2 separate regions of the Rattus norvegicus genome follow, and region 2 is linked to region 1. Evidence: chromatin contacts called from public Hi-C data. All regions are on one chromosome and are shown on one strand. The core of a region is the stretch at or near the end of the contact, and the rest is flanking DNA. Distances in the headings are between cores, read along the strand shown. Region 1 has its middle 74 kb from the start of Skor1. Region 2 has its middle 24 kb from the start of Skor1.

Evidence for each region. Hi-C and Micro-C count contacts between places; a contact is called where the count stands out from the background.
Region 2: a Hi-C map of Schwann cells shows a contact between it and region 1, with 2.2 times the contacts expected there. The contact joins two enhancer-like sites. A contact is called at or near these places in 5 of 12 Hi-C or Micro-C datasets (the A7r5 cell line, Schwann cells, frontal cortex and 2 more).

Annotation. Positions count from the first base shown.
Region 1 is chr8:72,426,543-72,431,646 of GRCr8, forward strand. No RefSeq gene overlaps it. Among named protein-coding and RNA genes, the nearest start is that of Skor1, 74 kb to the right of the region's middle. Within about 2 kb of position 3,134, at least 12 of the 93 cell types and tissues checked have an H3K27ac peak or open chromatin away from gene starts, as enhancers often do.
Region 2 is chr8:72,476,207-72,481,310 of GRCr8, forward strand. No RefSeq gene overlaps it. Among named protein-coding and RNA genes, the nearest start is that of Skor1, 24 kb to the right of the region's middle. Within about 2 kb of position 3,110, at least 24 of the 93 cell types and tissues checked have an H3K27ac peak or open chromatin away from gene starts, as enhancers often do.

The DNA of each region.
Region 1 (5,104 bases), core at 1,884-4,383:
TTGTTTGTCCTTCGAGACTTGGTATCACCATGTAACCTGAGCTGGTCTTGATTCACCTGCCTCAGCTTCCTAAGTAATGGATACATGTGTGTGCAGCCACTGCTGGCTTATTTCACCTCATCTCCTTCCGGTTTTGTTCTGTTTGTTTTGTTTTTGTTTGTTTGAGACAAGCTCAGCTTGCACCCAAACTCACTCTGTGGTCAACGATGGCCTTGACTTCAGATCTCCTCTCTCCACCCGCTGAGTGTTGCGGACAGACCAGCACCACCACGTCTGGTTTATGTGGCACCCGCACCCGGGATTGGACGCAGGACTTCTTGAATGCCGGGCATGCGCTTCACTGGCTGGGCCAAACCACTGGTGTGCTTTTGGGGCATCTCGTGAGCTGTCAATCTGTAGTCAACCGTTCTTGGCTGTGCTCGTGCATCCACTCCATGGTGGCAGAGTCAAAAGCCCAGCGCTCCTCAGGAGGAACTCCACCCACCCACTAAGGTCCCAGGAGGGAAATAAACTGCTTTTCAGTGCTGACTCCTTCTGGCAGCAAGCACAGCTACAAGATTTGTCATCTGTCTTCGCGGTCCCCCTGATGCTGTTACAGAGAGAGAGAGTGGAAGATGAAACAACACTGACAACCATTAGTCAAATGTTATCACTCAACCAACACTTACCCACTCTTTTCTAAACAACAAAAATTATCATTGAAGATACGACTCCAAAAAGCAGACCAGCGAGAAGGCTCAGGGAGGAAGGGCACTTGTTACCAAGCCTAACAACCAAAGATCACCCCTAGAACTCACAGAATGGAAGGAGAGAACTCGTGCAAGTTATCCTCTTACATCCACACCAATGCCATGATACAGGTGTGCAACACACACACACACACACACACACACGCACACTAAATAAAATGTAAGGAGTAAAAAGAATTCAAGACACTACCTATTGGAGTCATTTAGTGTTAGGCAAGTCTTGGGGCTCAGGATGAGTGTGAGCCCTAATGATGGATGCTGAAGGCTCTACTCAGTAGATAAAAATGGTTTGACTTTTATTACTAATCTGTCATCACCCTCCCTCATTCCATTGACAAAAATCATCCCACAGGCCAACTCGTGTCATCTGCGTGCAGGCCTCAGCCTTCTGGGCTGGCTCAGCAGCTACCCCAGACATTTCGAGGACTCGAGTGTAGGATGTGTTCCTGGCATATGCTGGGCGTCTGGAAGTCAGACCACGTGCTTCTGCTGTACACCCATCATCCTCACTGGCAATGGGATAGCATGGCTTCAATCTGTCATGTCCCTGTGGTGAATGAAGACTTGGTTCCAGCTGGGGGTGCTACTGAGAAGGGATTACCTAGGAGGAGATTCTGTATTATTACATAGCGAGGACTCCAGCTGGGAAGTGTATAGCTGAATAGACTATTAGAACGTGGGGCCTGGCTGGAGAAACTAGGGTACTGTGGGGGGTGTCTCCAAGGGATATATCTTCTCCCTGAGCCCTGGGCCTCTTCTATCTTTCCTGTATCCTGGATATCATGAGATGCACAGTCTTGTTCCACCTTGAGCTACCAGAATGTTCTGCTTCACCTTCTGCCCCAAAGTAGTCGAAGCCATGAGCCAAACAAATCTTTTTTTTTAAATGTATTTATTTTATTTATATGAGTACACTGTAGCTGTCTTCAGACACACCAGAAGAGGGCATCAGATCCCATTACAAAGGGTTGTGGGCCACATGTGGTTGCTGGGATTTGAACTCAGCACCTTTGGAAGAGCAGTCAGTGCTCTTAACCACTGAGCCATCTCTCCAGCCCGAGCCAAAACAAATCTTATTTTAAATCATTTCTCTCAGATGTTTTAAACAGTAACAACACCAACTAACTTAAAACCGTATTTGCAACAGCTATGGGAATTTGGACCTACAGGTACCTGCACTGTTCCAAGTGGTCTTCATCGATGAACCCTTTCCATGACCATTTGTGGTTTGAATGCGGAACTGGAACATCTCTCATAGGCTCATGAGTTAGAACAAGAATGGGTTCCCAGGTGGTGGAAATGTTCTGTGAAATCTTGGGGAGGTGAGGCTTAGCTGGAAGAAGTGGTTTGTGGAGATGAGTGGCAACACTGAAGGCAACAGCCTAGCCTTGCTTTTGGTCCCCGTGCTCTGCTGATCCACCAAGACATCAAACCAACAACCTTCTCCAAAGCACAGAAGCATCCTACGTTCCTGATGCCCTCTCGGCATTGCTGATTCTCAGTATTTAGGTTTTGAGCCATGCATATGTATCGACTCCTCAATAAAAATAATAAACACATTTTAAATTGAATGAAGGGGCTGGAGAGATGACTCAGCGGTTAAGAGCACTGACTGCTCTTCCAGAGATCCTGAGTTCAATTCCCAGCAACCACATGGTGGCTCACAACCATCTGTAATGGGATCTGATGCCCTCTTCTGATGTCTGAAGACAGTGACAGTGTACTCATATAAATAAAATAATAATAATAATAATAATAATAATAATAATAATAATAATAATAATAGAGTGCGTGCGCTCTTCTGGAGGACTTGAGTTCAGTTCCCACTATCCACCCATGCCAGGCAGCTTATAACCACTTGTAACTCCAGCTCCAGGGGATCTGACGCTCTTCTGGCCTCTGCGTGTAGCTCACCCGCACATACCCCACACACAGATGTACTCATAATTAAAAGTAAAAATAAAATCAAAGAAAGAATTTAATTTAAAAAGTCTTCTGGAGCAAATATGGAGGGTGTTAAGCATTGTCAAGAATAAAGAGTTCTCCTCACCGACTTCCTGCCATTAGCTAAGCAAAGACATGGAAATCACCAAGGGTCTTTTCAACTTGGTTGCTGGGAAGCAGGGAACTAAGCCAGCACTTAGCTCTTAGCCCTCTGTTTATGTAGATCTCTAGCAGACTCTCCCACAGTTTCAGCCCACACTTAGATTTGCTAAAACCCATTCTAATGCTTTGTGAGGTGAGGCTGCTGCTCTTCCAGAGGACCTGGGTCAGGTTCCCAGTAGCCATACTGGTGGTTCACAGCCCCCTGTATCTCAGTGCCAAGGGATCCATCTGGACTCTGCTACCTGAACTCACCATGTATGTCCACATGTACAGACGTACGCACATGCAGAAAATTTTAAAATAAACTTTTAAAAAGAAGAATACATTTGCAAGTGCCTATTGCAATGTCTTTACCTGTAGATAGCCTTTGACTCAGGAGTTATTCCTCTAGCAGTTTGTCCTCCAGAAATGATTGAAAAGATTTGGCTGCCCACTATAAACAGTAGTTAAAACATTGTAGCAAAACTGACTGTTCATTGACAGGGTGTGGCCAGCTGCTGTAGTTGGAGACGGGGTGATATATCTCAGGCTTTACACTGTTCATTTTCCAGTCTCCGTGTCCTGAGTGCTGGGATTATAGTGTGCTCCACCAGGCCTCAACTATGCAGCGTGGGGGACAAAACCCAGGCATTCCTGAGGACGCCCGGCCTGGTTAGGTACAGTTTGCTAAAATGTTCAATAGCTAAAGAGAGTAAGTTAGAACCACACCTCCTCCCTCTGCTTCCAGTTGCTATGACAACTACCCAAACTGGGTAATCTGTGAAGAGTAGAGGTGTATTTGGCTCAGCGTTCTGAGGATCGAGCAATCCAAAACCATCTTCTTGGCTTTGGGAAGCCTGTGCTATGCTATAACATAGAGGAAGGCCCACATGGTGGCACGGGGCAAGTGAACTGGGACAGGTTTCTCTTCCCTTTTTAACAAAGTCAGCATGGGGTCCCACCCTTCCTTCTGACCTCATCTAATCCCAATTACTTCCTTCAAACGCCATAAACATATGAATTAAGGGGTTAAATGTCCAATACAGAAATGTTTATGGGATGTACTCACACCAGAGTGAGCTAACTACATTGACTGACAAAAAAGAGAAAAGCCACTCTCAAACCGGTCCTCCCTCAGGACCCTTTCTCTGTTTTGTACATATATGTCTATGTATTTATCATTTACTTATTTACTCATTGATTGATTGATTGTGTTTATGTGTGTGTGTGAACACATATGCCATAGAGTGATGTGGAGGTCAGAGGTCAGAAGTCAGAGGTCAATTTTCTTCTACCATGTGGATTCCCAAAATGGAACTCAGGTCACCAGGCTTAGCAGCAAGTACATTCATGCATTAATTCAACTCTCTGGTCCCTGTCAGGACTTGTTTTGGATCTTTTAAAAGCAATTTATTATTATTATTATTATTATTATTATATAACCTATGAATTTCAGTTTGTGTTGTCTGTATACTTTTTTGTATGGGCCATCTACTGGGGCATGGTCCACCTATCAAGAGCCATGACAGTAAAGAAAACCGACTCCCGGGAAGCCATGAACTGTGCCCTGCTCCACATTTGGGGCGGGGCCTTTTTTCAGATTCTTCTAACTTACTAAAGATTTCAGTGTGCTCTGTCTGGGAAGGTTTTGTCCATCAGCATTTGCAATTTTAGAAATGAAAGCAGAGATATATTTCAAAATGTGTATGTATTCAGTGATTAAAATAAGAAATGAGTTCTTTACATTGCAACCTAAATCAGGTCTTTTTAAATACAAGTTAACATAGCTCAGTGCGAAGACGGCGCAAGGCCACATTGTTGCAAGTGTGTTTTAATCTGTGGCTTCACAGAAGGCAAGTGGACTCTGCAGTCTACATCTGCTCCATTCTGCTGCAATGTGCTGTTCCGGTTGAGGTAAAGGAAGAAATCTGGCTTCACACAGATAGGGAGCCAGAAAGGGGGAGATTTTTTATACTTTTTATAGATTCTTGGGGACACTTCCTGGGTTGTTTACCTAACTTGACAAGCAATATGTTCTCCAAGGTCAGTGACAATGTAGATTCTAGTCTGTATCCTGGAAATGTTCATCCAATTTTATCAAAATATTACAATTTATCTCCTGCTTTGAAGAACTTGTTCATACTCCTATGATTTTGTAACTCTATGTCTTGAACACTGAGTTACATAGGATGAATATTAACACATTGTTACTGACATAACACATCAGCACAGGAGAGCTCCCTCAGTGAACTGCTTGTTGTGTCAAGGGC
Region 2 (5,104 bases), core at 1,860-4,359, 50 kb after region 1:
TTGTATCACATTTGCCTCAAGGTTTTGCTCTGTGACCTTTGAGTCAGCACACCTCTCCAAGGTGCTTTTAAATCATAAACAGGAGGTGAACTTTATCAGCTGCTGGTTCCTGTCATTTGAGGTAATCACATGACCTTCTGACATGGAGGCCGTATGGAGTTCCTGGGATAAATCTGAGTGACGGGTGTGTGTGTTTTTAAAACCACATCTGATTCCTTATTTAGAGTTTTGCTCTTTTTTCAGAGTGAGCAAATGCCTTCCCTTCAAGCATTGCCTGGCATGAATGATTTCCGAAAGAGATGTATTGGCTGGAGTAACCTTCCAGAACAACTTCTATAAGCGCTGGTCTCCTGCAAGTGTGGTTCATCTGCAGAAGTACACAGCCTTCTACAACAAACTGTCCCACCCCCAGTATTTCTGACTGCTTACCACATGTTTTGCAAGAGTTGGCCGATGTTCGTATGCCTTAGGTGTTTGCTTACTGAAGAGAAAGCCTGTCTTTCACCTCACAGAATGCTAACTCCAAGTCTGAAGGTCATCGGCTTCAATGGACTGTGGTCTCTTCTATTATCAGGTAAAAGGCTTGCTCCTTGGCCTCTCAAGCTCTTGCCTCATCTTCTACCTCTAAACAGAGGGACCGGCCTCTTGAGTACCACCTGCTAACCTGCCCTGACTAAAGCCTACGCACACCTCTTTCCAGCAGCCTGGGAATACATGCTCTCCTCCTTAAGCCCAAAGCAAACTGGTGTCTAGTTCAGTTCCGTGGTTGTGACAAATACCCTGAAAAAAAGCAGCTCGGAGGGAATGGGCTTCTTTCAGTTCGAAAACCCAGGGTGCAGCCCCAGGGGAGGTGATGTGGGACCACAGAGCTTCCATTCACATCCTCACTAGAGAGGAATCACAATGGAGGTGCTTACTGAAGGCGGCTGCTAGCTTCCTCTATTCCTAGCATCCCAGAACCCAAAATGGCGGATCCTGGCTCCCACTCACAGGCTGGATCTTTCCATTCGTGAAAGGCAGTCCAACTCAAAGCCTACAGCAATGGTTCTCAACCTTCCTCATGCTGTGATCCCTCAATACAGTTCTTCATGGTGTGGTGAGCCCCCCAAACATAAAATTATTTTTATTGATACTTCACAAGCGTAATTTTGCTACTGTAATAAATTGTAATGCAAATATTTTGGGCGGTAGAGGTTTGCCAAGGGGTTGCCACCCAAGGTTGAGAACCGCCACTCTGTAGACATGCCCATAGGCCAAACCGATCTAGACAGTCCCTCACTGAGACTCCTATGATTCTAGCTTGTGTCAACAATTAAAACCATCACACTCCTGCCAGGTGCAGTCATTTAATCCCAGCGCTCTGGAGGCAGGTGGGTCTCTGTGGCTTCCAGGCCAGCCGGAGTAGCATAGTGAGACACCGTCTCAAAAGCAGTGACAGATGACACACACACAATGCACGTGCACGCACACAATGCACGCACAGAGACAGGGAAGGAAAGTTCCTTCTTGTACCTTGGGGCAGGAGAGATGTCTTTCTGGTTATGAACATGTATCGATCCTGCTGAGGACCTAAGTTCAGGGCCCAGCACCCACAAGATGTCTAACGATTGCCTGTAACTCCAGTTCCGAAGGATCAGACACCCTCTCCTGGCCTGCACAGCTCCTACAAGCAGGTCGTGCACAGAAACTCACGCAGGCGCACACACAGATACATAAATAATATTTTTTAGGCTACCAAAACAAACAAGAACCTCATCACACTCCATAAGTCCTTACAGTCTCCTTTATTCTTCCCACAGGCCCCCTCTCTCCAAAACTGCACACTATCGGAAGAGTAGGCAGCATCCTCAGATCCCACCCCTCCCCCAAAGATTCCTCCTTTGTGTGCTGTGAGGCGGGCACTCTCTCACACTGCAGGTGGGAGGGGGAATTGGCAGGATCTCTCTGGGAAGCAATTCTGTAACCTGACTCAAAAGCCTGAAAAATATTTGTGCCCTTTGTCCTAGTAATCCTACCTCTAAAATATCTGCCTAAGGAAATAATCAGAAATGCTGACAAGGGTAGATGTTTAAAGATGTTAATCTTGCTGTTATTTTAACAGCAAAAACTGGAAACAATTTAAAGGCTCCACAGCAGGGGCTAACTTAAATAAATTGTACTAAAATGGGATGAAATACCGTGCAATCAGTAAAACTATCATTTTGGAAGAACAATTGACTGGAAAGTTGCATAAGTGGCGGATCCGTACAGTTTGGGGCTGGTTTCTTTCCATATAAAATTAGCTAACACTTGTGGAATGTTACTTACGTTCCCTGAGTCCTCAGGACATTCCCATACTGTTCACACCGTTATCCTCATTTTTTAGAGAAAAAACAGCGCCAATGTCTGTGGTGCGAGGCATGTGGGAACATTTTCTTTATCCTCTTGTGCAGTCTCCCATTCTGCCTTTCTTTTTTCTTTTCTTCTTCTTTTTTGGGTGGTGGGGGAGTTTGAGGCAGGACTTCTCTGTGTACTCTTGGCTGTCCTGGAACTCACTCTGTAGAACAGGCTGGCTTCAAACTCCAAACTCACAGAAATCCACCTGCCTCTGCCTCCCAAGAGCTGGAATTAAAGGAGTGTGCCACCACTGCCCAGCTTCCCATTCCTTAAAAGCATTAAAACATTTTTTTAAAATGTGTGTGGATGAGTGTTTTGCCCTTGAATGACGAGCATGCAGTTGCTTGGTGAGGCCAGAAGCAGAAGAGGACGTAGGAACCCCTGGAGCTGAAGTTGTGAATTGCTCCGTGGATGCTGGGAATCCAGCGTAGGTCCTCTGCAAGAGCAGCCAGTGCTCTTAGCTACAGAGCCACCTCTCCCTGTCTTGGTTCCTAATTCTTGAAGGAGGTGATTTTTTTGGTCTCATTTGGGTTTGGGGAGATTTTTGATAGTTTTGTGTCTTTTTGTTTGTTTGTTGTTTCTCTGTGTACCCCTGGCTGGCCTCAAACTCAGAGATCCCCAGGCCTCTGCCTCCAGAGTTGGGATTATAGACATGTGCCACCGTGCTTAGCTTTGCTGGTTGGCTTTAAGTTACTGTTTTTTGTTAGTGTTGTTTTTAGATTTTTGCCCTTCCTTTCCTGTTTTGTTATTTTGCGGGGGTTTTTTTGTTTTTTGTTTTTGTTTGTTTTTGTTTTTGTTTTTGTTTTTTGGTATCGTTTTTGCCAGCTGAAGTGAATGGTTGCTTTCTGGTATTACAGATGTTAATGCTGAAGAATTTGAACCACACACAGAAAATGAAGCCTTTCCCCGCAAGGTTAATCCAATTGCCAGAGCTGACTCTGAAGTCGAGCTCTCTGCTTAACGTTTCCAAATGTGTCTGGGGACAGAGGCACTTTCAAGCAAATGCCACCCTCCTCAGGACCAAGTCAATGAGCTCCCCAGCCGGAGTCCTTTAAGAGAGTACATTCGGTGTGGGGCTTTTCTTGCAGTGGCTGTCTGTTTTGTTTTGTTTTTGTTTTTGTTGTTCTCCCCACTCCCTAGTAGGAAACCATTTCTGATCCAGACCGTTCCAGCCCAACAGCTGGGAGTTGGGATGCGAAAACCCCCGTTTCAGTTCTGACCCACGGTTCAGGCCGTCAAAGGTTAACATTTTTCCTTCATGTTCCCTGGTCCCCATCTTTAGGCCGGCTGGTCCATTTGTACGACTGCTAGTAGTTCCGAAGTTCCTGGGTACCTCCACTCCCCATCCCCATTTCCCGCTGAATCGGGACCCTTCGAAGTCTGTTCCACCTAGATAAGAGAGGCCAGAGAAGGGGAGATGTCACCGACCAGTGCTAGCCGCAGAAGCAGGAGGTTGGCCTTGGAAGGCTGTTCCCACCCACTTAAGGGCCTCTGGAGAGCCCGGCTGGCAGCGTGCAGAGCTGCAGGAGGCGCCTCTAGGGCGTCGCACCCAGGGCGAGCTCGCTTGTAGGCGGCCAATGCCTGCGGGAACAGCGAGGGGCCTCCTGCGCGGAGCCGTCGCCCTCTGGTGGCAGCATGGGAAAGGTACAGCTGTTCGCTGGGCGCCACCTCCCCTCAGACCAGAACTGGAACTTGCTAGAAGGGGAAGCCAGACACAAATGAGCCAGGACTGGAACCTGGGACTCCAGGCAAATTCCTCATTCAACTGACATTTACAAGGACCTCTAGAAACTATGAAGAGTAAGCATCCGAGGCTTAAGATTTGACTCAGGCTATTGCAATAAGGAGAACAGTTGTTAATGAGTAATGTCTAAAACAAAAGGGAGGAGGGCGGGAGTGTTAGTTAGGCCGGTAAAGAGAGTCACCAGAGCACCATAGAAGCAGGAAGGAAGGAAGTGTGGAGATGATGGCCTTTTCGCGGAACATGCACATCAATGTGGCCGGTTCCTTAGCTTTCTCCCGGAACCCAAATTTAGCAGTGAGAGTGTTGTCTGCTCGGGCTGCCTTTGCCAGCACTGTAAACAGCAAAGCGATATTGTCCTTTGTGAGAGGAAGGAAGAGGAGCTGTGGAGATGGTTTAGGGGTTAAGAGTACTTAGTGCGCGCGCACACACACACACACACACACACACACACACACACACCCCGCTACCTACTTTTTAAAAAACGTTAAAGGAAGAGAAGAAAGGGATGCTGGGCCCTATTGTTAGGCATGAGGGAGATTCCAGACTGACATGCTGAGTCTAGGCTGGGGTTGCATGAGGTTGCGTAGAGCTATGCAATCATGCATAGCTGGATTGCTGGAGGTGGGGGGATTGTTCAAAGAGGGACGTCCTCCCGGATGCCCTCCCCCAGTCATCCAGCTGTTACATCTTTAATAATCTTCCCTACTATTTCCCACAACTCCACTGGTTACGGCACAGCCCCTTTGACTGGTTCCACAGCTTTCCCCTGGGCCTCTGAAGGCCCTCTTAACTGATGTGTTTTCAAGCACAGCCTACCCTGCTGTATCCAACTTCTGGCCCATCATCCTGCCAGTGAGGAGAGCTGACCTTTCATGATCTCCTCAGAGGGACTCCAAGTAGACCTGTTGCCTATCAAAATCCCAGAAGGGATTTTGGGGGTGTAGTTCCGTTGGTTATCCAGGCCCTGTGTTTGATCTCCAGCAA